Regions from separate parts of the Ovis aries genome. Here region 2 is linked to region 1. A link is a contact called in public Hi-C data. All regions are on one chromosome and are shown on one strand. Each heading gives the region's core, a stretch centred on a gene start, on an enhancer-like site or on the middle of the called end of the contact. The rest is flanking DNA. Distances are from core to core; before and after follow the strand shown. Region 1 overlaps TRERF1 (transcriptional regulating factor 1). Region 2 holds the start of TRERF1 (transcriptional regulating factor 1).

Region 1 (7,081 bases), core at 1,304-3,803:
CACCCTCTGGAGCAGGGGAGCCATCCTCCACGGCACGCGGCTCTGGGCTGGACACACGCTCAGGTTGTTCAGCTTTACATGCGAAAAGGTGCTTCCCTTTCATTAGTTTCTTTATTCAACACACATTCCCTGGGTCTTGATGCCAGGAGTGGCTGGAGACGTGAGAACAGGTTGTTCTCCTTTTCCCTCGGGGCCTTGTGACTGCTTTCCAGGTGGTTTGCATGCCTTTAGACTAGAGCTGGAGAAGGCAATGGCAACCCACTCCAGTACTCTTGCCTAAAAAATCCCATGGACAGAGAAGCCTGGTAGGCTGCAGTCCATGGGGTCGCGAAGAGTCAGACACGACTGAGCGACTTCACTTTCACTTTTCACTTTCATGCACTGGAGAAGGAAATGGCAACTCACTCCAGTATTCTTGCCTGGAGAATCCCAGGGATGGTGGAGCCTGGTGGGCTGCTGTCTATGGGGTCGCACAGAGTCGGACATGACTGAATTGACTTAGCAATAGCAGACCAGAGCCACCAGCCTTCTGGGGCCTGGTCTACCTGCAGCCTGCAGTGCCAACCTTCGGAGGGGGGCGGTCAGTCCCTCTCTCCTCTCCAGACTGGCAGGCTGTCATTTCTGCTGGGGCAGAAAAGGGTGCTGAGAAAAAGGCAGGGCTGGCCTTGGCAGAGGGAAACTGGGAGAAGCAGTGTTCAGCAAGGCCTTCCTTCCAGCCCCATGGACATGGCTCCAGTGCGGTCAGGGGGGCCAGGACACCCTCTCTGGCCCCCTGCTCGCCTAGGGCACAGCATCTTCCTGGCATTTCCCAAGGAACGTGTTCAAGAGAAGGCCCCAGCTCTGAGTCATCTGCAGCAGAGAGGAGACCTTGTAAAAATAACTCCAAGGATGAGGCTCCTCCTGCAGTCACATTATTCACCATACAAAGAACAAAAAAGCTGAGCAGGAAGCAGAGGAGGAAAAGTGTCGTTCACATCAGTTTTCTTCACATGACAAGCAGCCAGGGACTCGCTTGCTGAGCCCCACCGCACTCTCTCCCAGCAGAGTGATTACATAAGCAGGAGACAGGGGCTTCTTTGCAACCTTCTGACTCTGCCACCCACCCCTCTTCAGCTCTCCCCTCCAAGTCTGAGGCCGTGTGCCCCGGAGAGTCCTCATGGAAATATGGACTGCGCTCAGGAAAGGCCCTGGGGAGGTGTCCGTTGAGCTGAGGCCCGGATGGTTGAGCAGATCTGAGTGGAGGACGCTGAGCATCCAACGGGGACAACTGAAGCGAGGTTCCTCAGCAGGGATCAGTGTACTCAGCAGGACAGAGCAGAGAAGCGGTGTGGGAGGGGAGGTCCCCATCACACAGGGTACGGGTCCTCAACCCACAGCGCCTTCGTCCTCCAGAGGAGATCTGTCAACGTCTGGAGACATATTTGGTTGTCACAACTAGGGGAGTGCTACTGGCATCTGGTGAGTAGAGGCCAGGGAGGCTGCTAAGTATTTTTGAACACACAGGACCGCCCCTCTCAACACAGAATTACTAGGCTCAAATGTCAGTAGTGCTGGGGCTGAGAAGCCCAGTATAAGGTCTCGCAAGTCACCGTAAGGATTTCTTGTGCACACAGACACACACGGGTGCCTGTGACTGCCCGAGTGTGGTCCTTACTCATGCCCGTCCATCACAGGCGTGTCCGGGATATGTGTGTGGAGATTTAAAAAAAAAGAGGAAGCCAAGTTCAGTTCTCAGAATGCAGGAGCCAGGGCGGAGGCAAAGAGCTGGGATAAGTTTCCTCCAACCTCAACTGGAGGGAAAACGCAAGAAACAAAGACAGAGGAGGCTGATCACAGAGAGGCATGGAGGCCATGGGCAAGCAAATGCAGGCTATGGGCAAGCAAACACAGGCCACGGGAGCTGTGTTCAAGCAGCTGATGTCCCTGGAGACTCGAGAGAGGCCCCTGGGTGAGGGGAGAGGGCCACCCCGTCCTAGTGAAGGGGCTAAGGGCTGCAGAACGTGACGTGTCTGATGAGTGCAGAGAGCACAGGCTGAGCCAGTGTGTGGACAACCCAGGACTCAAGAACGACATCCCCAGAAAAAACAGCCAAGGGCTGAAGAGAAGGAACTCAGGTGGGTGTGAAATAGGAGGAGGGAAGGCCCCCGGACCCAACCACTTGATACCTGGAAGAGGCAAATGAGGAACCGAGAGGGATCCCGACAATTAGGGGCGTTTCAGTACGATCTTGAACTTGGTTAGGATGGCGGCATGGGTTGCTCTCTCTGCTCTGTTGGGAGCCGGGGCACCCGGAAGAGGCCACTGTGGCTGGTGGTCAACACAGACAGCACTTTGGGGTGCAAGTGATTTCATTTCTCCTCAAAGTCGAGCAAGCCCACAGGGGAGTGGCCGAGATGACCAATGCCTGTGACACGCAGTTAACCCCAGGCACACCCCTCCTCCTCACCCTATTGATAAATCTCGATGATTCATCCAGAGAGGCTGGTCCCGCCTCAGCGGAAAAAGAATTGAGATGAGGTTCTCATCACTTAGAAATGAGAAGAATTTCTCAGCAGAGAAGCAGGCTGGAGCCCTTCCACAGTCGCTATGTAAAGACGCCTTTCTCCTCTGAGGGAGGGTGAGCGGCACGGGCTGCCTCAGAGGGACTTGTTCGGACAGAGTTGCCAAAGGCGTCCTTGGGCCCACTCGCGTGCACACGAGCGGGCAGACGCCCCGTCACCACTCAGCCTGACTCTCTGCCTCTCTAGTTTCAAAACAGCATTTATTCTTCTCCGCCTGGAAAGCATGCTCACTGTAAAAGTTTTAAACATATACAAAAGAGAAAAAAAAGCCACTCATCATCCTTGTGAGAATATTTACCCCCCCTTTTTTTTGACTAAATTTTTAAGACATGATGGTTGAGATCATATTGTATATATAATTTTACATCCTGTTTCTAACATAAATATATGGCCATGTTATTATTCGCCTTCATTGTGGATATAACCCATTGAAAATATGGTGTATTCTCTCATGTTATAAGAAGCAGAGGCCCAGATCCTCTGAGGGCTTAATTCACCTCCTGCAGGTACTTTAAAGGGTTGAGCGCTGAATACAGGAACTGTCCCCATATTCTGACCGCTTAAGACGTGTGCCATGGCTGGTGGCTGTGGAGATTAGGTGTGGGGGTGGCTTAATATATTGTCGCAAGCAAAATGCATTCCCTTTCTCCAGACTTGGGACCTCTGCGCTTCACTGAGCTGGGGTGAGTCATACCACTTCTCATAGAAAAACCACGGACTCACCCTCCTCACTCAGTTGAGGGCAGTTAAGGTCCCATCTAGGCACAGGGAATGGAGAAAATGTGGGTTAGGTCCTGAGACACAAGGAAAAGTGGACAATGGAAAAGCCCTGGAATGGTTACCAGGTGGAGGGATCAGCAAGAGTTGGTCAACCACAGCCTGCAGGCCAGTCAACCACCTGTTTATGTAAATAAAGCTTTATTGAAACACAGCCACACCCATTCACTCCAACAGTGTCCGTGGCTGCTTCTGGCCACCAGAGGCAGAGTTGGGCAGTTGTGATGGAGACCGCACGGCCTGCAAGCCTGAAACATTTACCACTTGGCTCTTTAAGACAAAGCTTGCCGGCCCCTAGGTTTGGAGGCCAGCCACTCTCCAAAATGTGTGTCTCCCCCTTATTTAGCTAGGAGTTGTCACTGAGAGGCAGCTGAAGCTTGCCGGCCCCTGGGTTTGGAGGCCAGCCACTCTCCAAAATGTGTGTTTCCCCCTTATTTAGCTAGGAGTTGTCACTGAGAGGCAGCTGCTCAGCCCAGAACTACACCTCCCGGCTCCTCCTGTGTCAGGATGGGACCCGTGACTAGTTCTCACCGATGGAATGTGGGCTAAGAGATGTCGGTCATTCTGGGGCCAAGATGGTTAAGAAGTGAGTGAGCCTTCACCACCTTCTTTTCTCCCTTTTACCTGAACACAGGATGCTCCTCAGCCCTGTAGCCCTTTTTCATCACTGTTGCCCCTGTAAGCGATCTTTTCAGGCACTTTTTTCGTCGTTTCTTCCTCTGTGGAATTTTAATGCACTGTGTATCTGTTTATGGACCATATGTATGTCTGTGATTTATGTATCAAAATGTAGGATTTTTTTGTTTTTTAGCCCCAAGAACTAATTTTGCCCCAGTTGAGAATATATCCTCTTAAGGCAGCAGTCTACAACCTTTTTGGCACCAGGAACAGGTTCTGTGGAAGTCAATTTTTCCATGGATCAGGGTGGGGGGTGGTTTTGGGGATGATCCAACTGTATTACTCCATTTATTGTGCACTTTACTTCTATATGATTATCTCACCTCCATCTCAGATCATCAGACATCAGATCCTGGAGGTTAGGGATCCCTGCTCTACAGTATAGCAGAGTCATAAGATTCCTGGGTCCCTGCATTACTTTGTGAAAGAAGGCCAGTCATGTCAGAACACTCCATTTGACTGTTGGAGCTGCGAGAAACAACATTAATCATGGTAAGCCCCTGAAAATTAGGAGATGATTATGGCAACTAATATCGCCTTAACAATGTCAGTACGAGATCGGAACTTGATAGTTAAAACAAAGTAAGAATTGGATAGACATATTTATAATACAAGGAACTCATAAATCCTAAAAGAGGTAGATTTAGGATTGAAAATGCCTAATTTAGATGGTGGACAACAAGTTAACTGTATTCATTTATAGTCTCATCATCTATACACATCATCACCAAGATGAGAGTGAAATAATTTTAAACAACAAAGGAAACACATAAGGGCTATTGGAAAAGAGACTGGGAAAAAAGGCAGAGTATGCAAGATTAGAAACTGATACTGCAGCCACAGGGAGCCTGACCCTGGAGTGGGCTCAGATGCTGAGAGCCTGGCAGAATGGCCAAGAGGCTCATGACTCAAAGATGCCAGGGCAATGGAGGGCAGGAATCAAGTGTGAGGCTAAAAAGTGGGGGCATTATATAAAACCTGAAGTCAGAACAGTTGAGCCACTGGTACCCATGGGGCAGATAGATATCTACTCCCCCAAGCACAAAAATTTAAAAAAAAAAAGAAAGGAATTTCCTTCTCTAAAGAAACTAAAAAGCCTCTTGATGAAAGTGAAAGAGGAGAGTGAAAAAGTTGGCTTAAAGCTCAACATTCAGAAAACAAAGATCATGGCATCTGGTCCCATCACTCCATGGGAAATTGATGGAGAAACAGTGGAAACAGTGTCAGACTTTATTTTTTGGGGGCTCCAAAATCACTGCAGATGGTGACTGCAGCCATGAAATTAAAAGACACTTACTCCTTGGAAGAAAAGTTATGAGCAACCTAGACAGCATATTCAAAAGCAGAGACATTACTTTGCTGACTAAGGTCCATCTAGTCAAGGCTATGGTTTTTCCTGTGGTCTTGTATGGATGTGAGAGTTGGACTGTGAAGAAGGCTGAGAGCGGATGAACTGATGCTTTTGAACTGTGGTGTTGGAGAAGACTCTTGAGGGTCCCTTGGACTGCAAGGAGATCCAACCAGTCCATTCTGAAGGAGATCAGCCCTGGGATTTCTTTGGAAGGAATGATGCTAAAGCTGAAACTCCAATACTTTGGCCACCTCATGCGAAGAGTTGACTCATTGGAAAAGACTTTGACGCTGGGAGGGATTGGGGGCAGGAGGAGAAGGGGACGACAGAAGATGAGATGGCTGGATGGCATCACCGACTCGATGGACGTGAGTCTGAATGAACTCCGGGAGTTGGTGATGGACAGGGACGCCTGGTGTGCTGCGACTCATGGGGTCGCAAAGAACCGGACACAACTGAGCGACTGAACTGAACTGAACTGAAAGAAACTAAATGGACACAAAGAAGAGATGAGATCCTGGAAGCAGTAGAACTAACCTAGTATAATAGTACAGGAAAGTCCCAAATGTCCCTGTGTAGCAGGCCTAGACAGCAACCAGGTCAAACTTGAGGAAGATGGAGGACTCTGGGAGGAAGGGAGAATAGATAAAATACCCAACTGGCTAGAGAGTCTGAGAGGGGGAAAAAAAAGGATATGATAGTAGTAACTGGTGGGGAGGAAAAAAGGAAGGCAATAACATACTCGGGAAAATATAAAGCTATATATATAAAGGAAATTCATATTATTGACTCCAAAGAGAATAACAGATCAGGCATAGGATCACACACTGAAATGCCATCAGGGTCAGGCAAATAAATAAATGAACACAGCAGGCTAGGAGTCTGAGCACTTGCTTACCCCATCTGAGTAGTAGGGACTGCAGCAGGCTGGAAGCAGGCAAGCTTATTCTAAAGAAAACGGTGCTGCCATTTGGAAAGTCAGACAAGATATTACAACCTTTAAAACAGTATCCCAAACTCTGTATCTTTTATGGAAACTCTCCCTACTTTTAGAATGTTAGCTGAATTTTTTTTTTTGTTTGAAATCACTAGGCAAACTAAACATGTATGTCAGAGAGTAGACCGTCACAACTTGTTTCCACGTTCTCAATAACATAAGCTCTATCCATTGATTGTTCAGTCTTTAGAGTCAACCTACAGACAGCACATTTTTTTACTGGCAGTTAGAAAATAAAGATGTAAATGTTATCACCCTTAACAATATAAAAGTAAAACTAGAGATGACAGAAATTAGGAAGTTGGAAGGCAGTTGGGGTAAGGACACTAATATCTTCATCTTACTGCTCAAGGGAATCAAGAGATACTGCTGTTAATAAGCAAGAAATATGATAGTGAAAATATTACTTATAAAGCTAACCAAATAGAGGAACTATAAATAACGATGCAGCTATGCTGTGAGGATGTGGGGAGGGGAGGCAGAAGCGTGGTATAAGGGAGTGGAGTCGTCACCATAACAGGAAGTAAGCAGATAATTTCTAAAATAGGAGTAAAACAAAAGCGCATTATTTTTAAACATGGAGGTAAATGTCAGAAAAAAATAAATGAAAGAGTTAAAAAAAGTTGCCCAAGGGAGAAGTACAGGTTAAGAAGGAAAGAGGCCAGGAGACTTTTCATTTTTATTATAGAATCTTTTCAATATGCACCCCACTGCCCC
Region 2 (7,081 bases), core at 2,833-5,332, 130 kb after region 1:
CAGAAGGGAAACGCTTTTTTCTGAGATGTCAAGCAGGCTTCTTAAACAATTCTTTGGCGAAAATGGACATGCCTAAAAGGGCGGAGCCCAAAGAGGTGTGTCACTGCCTGTATCAATTCCTATAAATCAAATCCTGACAATATTTTTAAAAGAATGAATTATGATTCATGGGCCTTCAAACCTTTATTACCACAAGAACATTCTCAGAAGAGGGAAAAAATGCTCCTGTGACTTGATTAATGGCCAAAGCAAGACAATAAAATAAATCTCATAAATTAAAAAAAAAAAACACTGAATGACTGCTCTTGGCTTCAAGGGTAGACATGTAAATAATTCCCCTTCCCTGGGATAAACACACATAAAGATTTTGTTTACCTTCCCAGCATATACATCAACCAGACGCAGATTTTCAGCAGGGGAAAAATAATAGCTAATTTGTTTAACGAATGCCTAGTTAGGAACACTTGATAAGTGGCAATAATATTTAATTCCCAACTAACTCAACTCTCAAGCTGCCAAATATCAAATTCTCAATCTGGAAATCTGATGACAGGAAGGAAAGAAAAAAAAAAACTCTCCATCAGTAACATGTACAGAGCTCATTTTTTTAAAACAGATTTTTTTTTCCCTGCTAGTATTGAGCTTGTCTACAGAACTGCAGAAAGCTTAACCAACTTTATTTAACCACATTGCCTACTGTTTACTCCCTGACTCTTCTAAACATGTCTTGGTTTGAATCCCTGATGCTAAAATTATCCTGACCAAGTTAAAATTCCTAGCATATTTATGGTGGTGATCATTTCATAATGTATAAAAATACTGAATTGCTATGTTATTCAACTAAAACTAATACAATGCTGTAAGTCAATTATACTCCAGTTAAAGGATAATAAGGAAATAAATAAAGCTCCCAGCATAATAAAGGTAGCTGACAGCCAAAGACCTACAACTCATCTGCAGAAACCAGTAGGCTGAGGACCAAGAAAAGAGGCACAGAAAAGCAAAGAGGGCAGGTTAACTAGTTAAGCGCTGACGACTCCCCCTCGTTATCCTTCCACTGAGCACCAAAACCACATTTTCCATCACCAGACTGCTTTCCTGAGACAGTAAGTGATGCAGGAGGTTGGTACCAGTTGGGACAATGTAAAACTCCTTTCTTTCAATGTAAAACTCTGCTCCATGGCCTGCTAAAAAGTGCAAACAGCCGGCATTTTTTAAAGAACTCTTCAGCCATCCCTGGATCCGTCATTCCTAAGCATCACTTCCATGCACTTCAGGAGACAGCTGGGGCCATGCTGTTAGCAACCCGCTTCAACACGTTCACTTGCCAAAGCCTCGTCTAGCGTGGGGAAGAGTTTCCACAAAGCTGGCTCTAATGGGCCAGTCGAAGGCACACGGAGGAACCAGAAGTCATTTTCTTTTAACCTAAGGATGGCAGGCGCACATGCTCCAGCCCAGTACTGGCCAGAGGCTGCCCGCCAGGTGCTCTTGGCCTCTGCCAGTGAATGGGTGGTTTTGTGCTGTTTTTTAAATATCTATTTCTTCAGACCACCAGCAGTAACTTCTCAGCCTCCCCGAAGTGAAGTTGGGGAGTGAAGGGGTAGGTTTACTCCCTTATACATTTCTCCCATCTGGGTGGCCACTTTAACTTCTGGGGAGTACCCAGCCCCCGAAGAGCCCACAGGAGCATATACATACACATACGCATCATGTCAAAAACCCCAAAAAGCACATCCCTAGAGTCCTGCGGTTTCTTGGCTGGAAGAATGAAGGCCTTATAATAGCACAACCTTCAACTGCAAGCTTCACCACCACCATCACCCTTTAAGCTGGGGCTGCCAATTACAGCGCCCACCTCACCCCTCCCCCTTTGCTGGGATGCTGTGCAGTGCAGAGAGGGGAGAGGGAAGAAGGGAAGCAGAGAGGAGGCCCTGCGAACATACTGAAAGTAAAAAAGTGGGGGGAGACGTCTCCTAATCCATCCCCCCACTTTTTCCTTCCCCTCCCCTGTCTTCTCACGGAGCATCCCCCAACTAATTTTTTAAAAAATGTAACTTAACAAGCTTCTTGCCTACCTTGGCTGTTTCTGCAACAAGTGCATGGGCAATCCGACAAGAAGACCAGTCTTCGCCTGGGGGGTGAGATGAGGGGCGAGCAGAGCTGATGGAGTAATTTCAATATTAATTTATGTCAGAGCCGCCTTCTCGAAGCGCTACTCACTTACAGTACTGCCCTCAGCCTGTAAACAAATATCGCTCCGCCAGGAAACATACTCCCAGATGCAAGCCCCTCTCCCCAACAGGGAACCTGGCCCTTCGCCCCCCCCCCCCACCCCCCGCCACCCAACAGCATGCTTCCCCACCCCGGGTAGGAAGCGCTGGGTTTCCAAAGCACCAACCCAGCAGCTCCGCCACCACCCCAGCAAGAAACTTACTCGGTCCGTCTACGCCTCCACCCTCCCTTCAGGAAATCTACTCTCCATATGCATTCAGCCTCCCCGCAGGAAATCTGCTCCCCCCTCCCCCCTTCTGTATACATGCACCCCTCCCTCTCCTCCCCACGCGCCCTCCCCAGCCAGAAACTTACTAGCGAGCAAGCGTGCAGGCTCTCCCGTTCCTGGAAACTTACTCCCAGATATAGCGCCCGCCAGCCCCCTTTCCCGGCCCTGCTCCCCTTCCTGCCCTCCGCCGCAAGCAACTCCAAACTCTCCGCATCCAGCCACTCTCCCTCCCCGGTGGAAATTTGCAGCGCGGGGCCGCGCGCGTGCATCCACCCTCCCCTTCAGGAAACTTACTCCCCATCTGCATGCACCGCCTCTCAGCCATCGCTTAGAGGGAAGGGGGTGTGCTAGGGAGACAGAAATACATATGTATCTCTCGCCCCTCCCCCGGCCGCAGCCCACTCGGGGCCGAGCCGCGGTAACCTGGCCTTACCTTTTGCATTGCTCCCCACCCTCGCCCCCTCCCTTAACCCTCCTTATCCGCTCCCCGGCGCCCCCCTTTTTTCACCCATTACCCACCCCTAGCAACCGTTCCCAAGCTCCTCTCGGCCTTTTTTTTTTTTTTTTTAATCCAGGATGCAAATTCCTCCCCTGTCAGCAAATCGACTGTCAAATTATTTTCTTGCAAAAGGAGAAAGGCGGGGTGGGGTGGTGGAGGGGGGGGGGGAAGCAGAAGCAAAAAGGAGGGGGGGGGCGGGGGAAGGGAGAGAGAGGGACAGAGGAGGGGAGAGATATCCCTCCGCAGAGCTGGGTCTGGCCGCGGGCGGGGAAGCAGGAAGTAAGGTGTCCAGCGCCTCGGCCGGCGGGTCCTCCGCCGCGGCCCCCGCCCGCGCCCCCTGTCCCCCGGGGCGCCGCGCTCTGGCGGGCGCGGGCCGCCCGGCGCATTGTTCGCAGCCTCCCCGGCGATGCGCTGTCGACCTTATTATGTGTGCTCTGCTTGTGCGTGAGGTTGCACCTTTTGTAGGCTGGCGAGACTCGACGAGGATGGGGCAGGGGGCGCGGACCAAGTTGCTGCCCCGCGCGGGACCTGTCAGCCCCGGGGTGTGGCAGAGTCTCCGACGAGGCCGGAAAATCGAGGCCCGGGAGAAGGCGGCGTGGCCGGGGAGCTGCCGCTCGAGACCCGGACCAGTGCAGGATTGTTTCCTGCGTAGCCGTCCCGGTTACTGTAACGCGCTTTGCAATCTAGCGACTGGGGTTTGGGTTTTCTGTTTATTTTTTAAGGCGTTGCAGAGATGCCAAGGTCTGGGTGGGCTGCGAGGAGACGGTCTGCACCTACCCACCACTGCACCCGGCCTCGATGGGGCTGGGAGAGGGGCTGAGGCTCCCGGGAAGGGGCTGGAGGTTCGCGAAGCGCGCGGCTCCCATCCCTCCGCCCCTATGGGGGCGGGAAGGGGGTGCTGCAGTCGGCGCTGGAACGGCAGCCCTCTGGGGAAGGGTCTCCATCTCCGCTGCGCAGCAGGCCGGGGAGGGAGGTTGCCTAGGAGAGGGGCCGGAACCGGGCGGCGGAGAGGAGGGGAGGGGGCGCGGGTGCCGCCGCGGCGCGCGCTCGCCCCTCCTCGTGCGCCATGACTGTGGAACGTGGTGCCGGGGAGGAGGGCCGGCCGCCGGGGGCCGCCCGGGGCTGCTCGGCATTGGTGCGGAAACCCGAGCCGGGAGCCGCTCCTCGCTCAGTCTCCTCCTCCTCTGCGGGGGAAACCGCTGCACCCGAGCCGAGAGCAGCTGCGAGCAGGGGGCAGGGCGCGGGCTGAAAGGCGAGCCAAGGGTTCAAACCTCGGCGGCGCCAGGGGGGCGAGAGCCGGACAGCCCCCTGGTCCCTCAAAGGCGCAGCCGGCATTTCGGTCCATCCTGGGACGCCAGCCTTTCCAGGAGGCTTCACGGGTTCAAGGGAACGTGAACCAAAGATGGTTGGGTGGTACAGACCACCTCGAGCTGGGTAGGGGGCATCGCTCTCGTTGAGATCCCACGAGACTGCGAGTGCTTTTTGCTCCGGAGAAAGTTAAGCCATGCGTTTTTCACTATGGGAAAATCGTTGCGCCCGTTCCCCCAAATCTTCGGGCAGCACAAATAAGGTGCTCCCGCTCCCCGGCCCTTCGCCACTGTCCCCCACCCCCACTCGGGCGCCGGGTGTGGACAGGGCGGGGGAAGGCTATATGGGAGCTTAAAGCATGAGGTCATGGGCAGAGAAGGCTGCTGCCAAAAGCGGCCGAGGTTTTGTGTATTTTGAGGGGTAACGGTTCTCCATCTTCAGCAGTATTGAGTTCTCCCGCATAACCCTATCAATTCTGGGGCACCTGGACCAGAGAGCCCCCGAAAGAAGAGGGGGCTCTGCGCTCTTTTCGCTCTATGAGCCTTTGGCCGGTGCCCTACCCTTTTAGGGAGCCCTTCCACAGAAGCAAAGAAAGTCGAGGGACAGCGCACAGTGTCGTGGGGTTTGAGAAAGATTCTGATTCCTCAGTCGTAGGTCATCTTGCAACCCGATTGCTTTCTGCGACGGCCTCCTGACCCCCCTCCGACCCATTCTTCCTAAGTGTCTAGAAGAGTCTTCCTACAACTCCGGACTACACTCCTTCAACCCCTCCCAGTTGCTCTTAGAATAAAGCTCCGAAGCCCCCGCGCGATCTCGCCCCTACAGACCTCCACTTTCACGGCTCCTCCTCCTCTACTGTAAGCCGGGTAGTGCTTCTTTGTTCTGTGGCTGGGGGCGGGGGTAACCCTTCCCCCTCCACCTCTTCTGACTAACTCCTGCTAGACCTTCAGACTCGACTCAATGTCACTACCTCCAAGAAGCCTTCCAAAGGATACATTCTCAGCTCTAACTCCTTCAGAGAGAAAAGACCCACCCTCGACCTCGCAGCAGCTGGGCTGTGGCCGAAGCTGGCCGCAGTAGCAGCCCTTTTCCAAGTGGAGGAGGAATAGCCAAGCTTGAGCGCCATCACTGACTGGGGACCGGACCTCTTGGGTGGGAGTTGACGGGGACAAAACCTCAAAACACCCTGTTTCCTCAAGAGATCTAGGAAAGGCAGCGCAGTACCGCCCAGAAACCTCAGCCCCACCACCTCCCACCCCCCAGCACACACCCACACTTGTAATGCAGGGAGAGGTCTTTTAATCTAAAACTCCTCCCTGGGGCAGATAAGGAACCTGAGACTTGAAGAGAGTAAGTAACCTGCCTGCGGTCAATGAGGAAATTGACACCCTGGTCTTTCTTGCTCCTAAGCTAAAAGGAAGGATTGGGGACCTAAAGTATTGCTGCTGCACAGCCTAGGATGCCCGTTTCGCCTTCCAAGGACCCCTACATGCTTAGCCCACTGCCAACAGAGGGGTAGTAAGCCCGGTAGTTAGCCGGGCAGGCTCTGACCTTATTAGGCAAGTTACTTAACCCCACTTGGTTCAGTTTTTTGCCTGTAAAATCAGAATAATGGTACCCGCAGTGTAGTGTTTTGTGAAATTTTAATGAGTTCGTACATGTAAAGGCCTTAGAACAGAGTCTAGGCAAGTTCTTGGTTACTTGTGAGTGGGGTTTTTTACCCTCCTTTCCCAAGGACTCTAGAAAATCAGGGCCTCAGAGTCTTACCAGCAAAAACTGCCTAGGGCCTAGTAAACTCTGACAGCACCTATAAATGCACAGACAATACACATTACAAAGGATTTAGTTAGCCAACAGATTCAGCCCTCAACAACCCCAAATCTGGGAGCACTGGTTCTGGACTCTTAGAATGAGTGTCAGAGGGAAGGTGACTAAGGTTAAAATATTACCTGGGATCTTTGAAATCAGTGTCAGGCTGAAATAGTCCCATCCTGGTGCAAAACCTGCCTGAGATGACAGAAGCCCTCCCAGGGCTGCAAAAAATGTAAGGGGACAGGAAGGGGGTGTAGCTCACAGAGCACATGCTTTGCATGTATGAGGCCCCGGGTTTGATCCCTGCCACCTCCAGGCATTGGTTCTGTTTCGGGGCTTCACTGGTGGCTCAAACAGTAAAGAATCCGCCTGCCAATGCAGCAGACACAGGAGATGGGGGTTTGATCCCTGGGTTGGGAAGATCCCCTGGAGACAGAAATGGCAACCCACTCCAGTATTCTTGCGTGGAGAATCCCATAGACGGGAGAGCCTGGTGGGCCCCATCCATGGGGTTGCAAAGAGTTGGTCACCACTGAGCCACTAATACTTTCACTTTCATTATTATTATTATTATTATTACTATTATTATTGTCATTAGATCTTAGTTTTCCCATTCTGAACATTTACCCCATGATAAGAGAGGGTTGTTTTTTCCAATGAAATTCATTTTCTTGGAATTTGTATGATGCATTTATAATGGTTCCAAATTCGAATAAACATTGAGACGTCTCCCTCCTTCCATCTCTACTCCCTACCAGTTTTCCCTCTGTGGAAGGTCAGAAGACATGTTCGACTGTTTTCCAGCTGAGGTCTCTGGAGAACTCTTTGGATGCCTATTTAAATTTTTATGTCCAGGGCTTTCTTCTCCAGTTCAGGCAGAATCAACTCCCTACTCCCAACCTCCCTACCCCTTCAGACTCAGTCCTAAACAGGTTGTGGTAACAGTGATGAACCACCAGTCC

What was found. A called contact is a pair of places that touch in the nucleus more often than the background predicts.
Region 2: a contact with region 1 is called in a Hi-C map of skin fibroblasts, with 2.4 times the contacts expected there. The contact joins the promoter of TRERF1 here to the enhancer-like site in region 1. A contact is called at or near these places in 3 of 16 Hi-C or Micro-C datasets (blood and skin fibroblasts).

The regions. Positions count from the first base shown.
Region 1 is chr20:16,049,523-16,056,603 of ARS-UI_Ramb_v3.0, forward strand. All of the region lies in intron 2 of TRERF1 (transcriptional regulating factor 1), which reads right to left. Among named protein-coding and RNA genes, the nearest start is that of MRPS10, 86 kb to the left of the region's middle. Within about 2 kb of position 2,554, at least 16 of the 54 cell types and tissues checked have an H3K27ac peak or open chromatin away from gene starts, as enhancers often do.
Region 2 is chr20:16,175,814-16,182,894 of ARS-UI_Ramb_v3.0, forward strand. TRERF1 (transcriptional regulating factor 1) reads right to left here and starts at 4,083. Exons shown (of 17, transcript XM_060403632.1): 1 at 3,020-4,083; 2 at 2,076-2,160.